Regions from separate parts of the Hordeum vulgare genome. Here region 1 is linked to region 2. The links are chromatin contacts, called in public Hi-C maps. All regions are on one chromosome and are shown on one strand. Each heading gives the region's core, a stretch centred on a gene start, on an enhancer-like site or on the middle of the called end of the contact. The rest is flanking DNA. Distances are from core to core; before and after follow the strand shown.

Region 1 (2,700 bases), core at 95-2,594, 260 kb before region 2:
ACTCCTACTAAAAATGAAGAACTACTCAATTAGGAATAGAATTAGTACATAAATCTGAATCGAAGATAATACTCCTACTGATGATGAAGAACTACAGTACTCAATTAGGAATAGAAACGAACCCGGAATATAACTTGGATATGCTCACCAAGGTGGAGAAGGGAATATATGTGGAAACTTGGCATCCTATCATTCTCCACCTCGTATGCATATCAATTTGTGTTGTGAATTGTGCCGTCTGACACGTATTTATTGGTGCGAGACATTACTACTTAAGACAAAGTATGCTTTCCATCTACTTTTTCAGATGCATTTATTGACAATTTCCTTTGTAATTTCCCGTCAAAAGACTGGGGCGTATAGATGTTTGATGAAATCGCGTAGACAAGCAACAATATATTCCCTCACTTTTTCTGCGGAGAGCATCAAATTGACATGACAAAAGGGAAAAAAGAAGAGACAGAATTAAGCTAGTAACAATTATATTATCTCTTTACACTTGGATCATAATTTGTCGTCGTCATCAACATCGAATTCGTCCTCCGGCCGATTCTCCCAGCACAAACCAAACCAATCGAGAACAGCCATAACAACCCAACACCGAATTGAAGATGGAGAGCGGAGGGGCGAAACAAACCAGCCAGCTAGCACCTAGCATACGGGAGAGAACTACTCAACCAACCAACCCTAAAGAAACAGCAAGAAGAAGCGAACCCCTCGATGGATCCACGGGTCAGGCGCGGAAGCAGCCGACGAAGCGCGGCAGGTGGAGGTGGCCGTGGGAGTGGGCGGTGGTGGCGCCGCAGTCGAGGTCGACGAGCTGGTGGCCCTGCACGCCGAGGTCGCGGTCGATGAGTTGCTCGACGTGGACGAAGCGGTCGACGCGGCAGGGGATGGCGATGGCGCCCTGGTGCCTGAAGCCGTACTCGCGCTCGGCCTCGTCGAGGAGGGCCCCGAAGAGCGGGTGCTTGAGGTGGTCGAGCGGCACGGCGAAGCGGCGCTGCTCCTCCCCCTCGGCCCCCACGCGCACCGTCACGCACCCCTTGGGCGCCACCATCTCCGCCCTGTGGTGCTGCTGCTGCTGCCTGAGGTGCATCGGATCGATCGGAGGCGAGGACCGGACGAGGGCTTCTGGTGAAGAAGGAGGAGGGGAGAGGGAGATCGGTCGAACTCGAGAGGGTTAGGAAGAGAAGGGCCAGGGGTCGGAGCTGGAGATGGCGAGGCGGAAGACGGTGAGGGAGGAGTCGCGGAGGGAGGTGGGCACGTTGGACATGGTTGGTTTCCCTTGTTTTGCTGTGGTGATGGTCGTTGTTGGCGAGGAAGAAGAGGGGGAGGTTTGGGAGGCGAGGGAGCCCCCCTTTTATAGCGGCCCAGGCCAGGAGCCCCCGGCGCGGCGCGGTGCGGGGTTGGTAACCTGGCACGCGCTGGCCGTTCCCTTCCCGTGCCCGTCCCGTCTCCGTTACCCGAGCGAGCCCGGACCCGTGGAGACGCGACCGACCTCGCGTGGGCGGTGTTTCTTTGGGCAGAAGGAAGGAAGGAAGGAAGGGGAGGGTGGTCAGGTCAGGTCAGGCCGGGGGTGCGCGTGGTTGCGGTTGCGGTTGCGGTTGCGGCCAGGGGCGGCCGGTCTGGGTTCAGATGAGGATGCAGGCCTGGCGGTTACGATTTGCTTGGCTCGGTCTTGGGACTCTCGATATCATTTTTTTTTTTGAGATCTCTCGGTTTGTTATTGTTTTCTCGCGTGTACTATTTGGTTTCTCTCTCTCGGTTTGGGGTTGACTTGGCTACGGGGAGGAAGAGGAAGAGGAGGTGGCCGTATGTATGCTTGGGATCCAATCGACGGGTTCGTTCGAGGTGGATAATAACGGAGAAGGATATTCTTCTCTGGCATATAACGGTTCGGCCGGATTCTTTGGCCGAGACGCTGAGGTATTCGTTCGTTCGCTCGCTCGCTCGCAAAGTTTGCAAGTTGACCGGAAATATTCTATGCAGGCGTCACCAGCTGTACCGGATTCAGACACTTGCGTATGTATTGTATGACAAAAGTCCGCTCTGAATTCTCATGTATCTTACGCTCTTATTGCTGCCCCCGGTCTCTAGAATAGTATTAATAATAATATTTATAATAAACACGATCTCAAACAAAACCATAACAACCCGACGGCGGTGAAGGCAAATGGTGCCGGCCGTGGCATCTATGTTTCCTGATCGAGCGCACAGCGGTAATCACGGGGCTATGAAGGAAACAGTTTACCTTGCACTAAGATACGCGATGGGTCCACGTTGCCGTACCTAGGGTTCGTCCGCCAGTCGTGTTGACCGGCTGCTCTAAATACTATTTTTCCCGATCTCTTAATCCGGGTTTTCTCTCTTTCACTGGTCGCTTGATTGGTGTTTTTTTTAATATTTTAATCTAAGATCAGGTTACGTCGTCCATCGCCATCGTCGACACATGCGCACCTCTACTTCAACAACGATGCGACCCCGGCCTCTTCTTCAACCGGAGGCCTCTTCTTCAACCAGAGGGCCTCGCGCACCCCGTGGACCCATCGCGTATCTTAGTGCAAGGTAAACCGTTTCCTTCATAGCCCCGTGATTACCGCTGTGCGCTCGATCGGGAAACATAAATGCCACGGCCGGCACCATTTGCCCGACGGCGGTCATGGAGACCGAACTCCCCGAAGGCGGCGTGTGGGGCGGAAG
Region 2 (2,700 bases), core at 24-2,523:
TGCACGGACGTACCGGGGGCCTCTCGGAAGAGTCTCACGGCTAAGGATGGGTCTAGATTCTGTGGGAGCTCCGCGAGATTTTTTCCGTGCCAAGGGTTGAGAGAGCACCACATGATAGATTTGCCCAGTGTCGTGGAATGCGCACCACGATAAAGGCTTGTATTCTTTTTGCCTTCACGCATTACCGGGCACCAGTTTTGGAGGGTCCTAGTTTAGATTCTGATCTTCTCTGGCAATACATTGTGAATGGTCATGATATATCCCTCTCTGTCTTCCACAGAAAACAATTAAACAAGAGATTGCATTTATATACACCACGGCAAACTCATCAAAGTGATGGATGAGTGCCGTCGCCAACAAGCAGGCTACCTGAGATCGAATGCGCCGGAGCTGTCAGACGTGGCAAGGGGGTTAGGTGCTGGACCCACAGCCCCCTATTTGGATTGAGTATAGTCAAATTTCATGTCCTCATGAATTTATTGGCGATATTCCACGTATGGTCAGTACGAGAAGCGGAAGGGCCGGGTCGCGACTCTCCTCTCCTCTCGATTTGGTCAACTTGATCAACTAGTTGAGTTGAGCGGAAAATAAAGCTGATGATTACGTTTCCACTAGCCCACGACGACACATGTGGCGCACCATGGGTTGACAATTCCCACCATTTTATAGAGAGAAAATGGCATATGCAGGACCGTCCGGCGCCACGGAACGGTCAGAAAATCTGGACCTGACCGCGTCGATCCCACCGGAGCACCGGTGAGGTACGTAGCTTTTTTTTATGGAAAGCAGCTGCTGAGGTATACGTACGTAGCTGGACCGCGCCACACGGCGCGTCTCCCCGTCAAAGCTGGGGGGGCACCACGGTCCGCCCCCCACATGGAACACAACACACGGCCCGTCTATCTGGAAGGAATCGAACCCATCGTCTCCATGACATGTACTGCCACCATATCGACGGATCACGGATGGATACAGCTCGATCGCTAGCTAGCTTGCGGCGCGTGTAAAACTCTTCGGCTCCGGCGCGCCCGCCCGCTGGACGCGGAGCCAGTGCGGTCGGTTGGTGCAACGGAGCCGCGGTCGCGGCAGGATCGGTCGACCGGTTCCCTCCGCCCGCGCCAGGCCACGCGCTGGCCGCTGTAGCTGCTAGGCAAGGTCTCGACACGTCTCGTGCGTGTCGTGCGTGTGCATGCCGGATGTGGGAGGAGTGCAGGGGACTACTACTAGCACTACGAGTCTACGACGGCGCATTTAACTCTCTATGGGTCGGTTGTCCTTGGCGTCGCGTGGGAACCGGGAAGGGGCGGCGCGCGGGATCGGGCGAAGGCTTGCCAGGCAGCAGCGCGCGGCCGACGCAAGCGTGCCGGTTGGTTACTCACGTACTCATGGGCGTACGTACGTCTGGCGATGCGCACACGACACAGCACGCCATGCTTGCGCAAGCTTCTAGCATGTTTGTAGAGGGAAAGAGCGCATGACGCCTGCTTCTGTTCTGTTAGACCATCTTCAATGGTCGTATGATCATCGTTGGTAAAATTGTCGCTTGATGACATGTCACATAACAAAAGAAGAGAGAGAATGAAACTGTATGAACTTAAAGCAACGGTTCATGCACAAGCTCCGAAGCAAATATGATTATTTCTTCAACATTTAATGGACCCACTTAGTTATTTTACATACAGTTAACATACACTCTATTGAAGAGCTTGTAAGATGTGTTGTTGGTTGATGATGTGAACACTTATACCACCGATTGAACATACGGACGGTTGGAGATGCTCTTATCCCATGTGGGCTAGCATGTTTTCCATAGGGAAAGAGCGCACATCGCGCGGAGGATACTGCATAGCAGGGCCGGCTCTGGCCCTAGGCGAACATGGGCGACGTCCAAGGGCCCATGTTTTGGGGGAGGCCATCATTACATATGTATAAGTATACGTGCTGCTATATGGGTTGAAAAAAAAAACTAAAGGCTTGAAGCCTAAAGATCAAGTCCTGATCGTGATCGGGAGACTTGTACGCGCTGCTTGTACCTACACGATTGATCCACCGATCAATCGTCCAGCCACCCAGAAGCCAGAAAGGCAGAAACGCCTTACGCCTGGTTGTTTCGACGCCTCGGCCTCCTGCCTTCGCCGCCCTTGAAGCCCCTGTGCCTGTGCGCCGCGCCCGAGGACTGCAGTGGAGATCGGCAGATCACCCAGGCTGGATCCTTGCCCTTGGATAGCCTATTCGCGCTCCTCTGCTTTACTCATGGTTTCAGCATAAAGGTATGATCTATCATCTGATATTGGCCTAGTGCCCTAATTCTTTTGATCAGTTGAGCTAATAATTCTTTGGAAATTGCAACCTTAGGTGTTCCAATGCTGTCGAAACAGAAGTCCAGCTGCAGTAAGTGATGCTCAATCTTTGTTCAATGCACTTGGGAAATTAGAGACTTTAGTTGGTATGGTTATTTGGCATGATATTCTATTTTCTGCCAATATGGTGAGCAAAAAGTTACAGGAAAAAATTGTGTGCATCGATGCTACTCTGAACACATTGAAGGAGTCATTTCATATTTTGAGAAGTACAAAGATGAAGGCTTCTATTCTAATATTGAGAGTGCCAAAGTTATTACAGAAAATATGGACATAGAGCCAAAATTTCGTACAAAACGTCAAAGTAAAAGGAAGAGGCATTTTGATGAAATAGATGATG

The links. A called contact is a pair of places that touch in the nucleus more often than the background predicts.
Region 1: a contact with region 2 is called in a Hi-C map of leaf, with 4 times the contacts expected there. The contact joins the promoter of LOC123410425 here to the enhancer-like site in region 2. A contact is called at or near these places in 3 of 6 Hi-C or Micro-C datasets (leaf and seedling) and 1 of 1 datasets of contacts at active chromatin or transcription factors (embryo).

Annotation. Positions count from the first base shown.
Region 1 is chr1H:332,375,719-332,378,418 of MorexV3_pseudomolecules_assembly, reverse strand. It overlaps LOC123410425 (auxin-responsive protein SAUR32-like), which reads right to left and starts at 1,344. Exons shown (of 1, transcript XM_045103370.1): 1 at 466-1,344. The coding sequence starts at 1,096. The coding sequence ends at 734.
Region 2 is chr1H:332,115,379-332,118,078 of MorexV3_pseudomolecules_assembly, reverse strand. No RefSeq gene overlaps it. Among protein-coding and RNA genes, the nearest start is that of LOC123410416, 29 kb to the right of the region's middle. Within about 2 kb of position 1,273, at least 2 of the 3 cell types and tissues checked have open chromatin away from gene starts, as enhancers often do. A contact at or near this core is called in leaf and seedling, where this site is marked.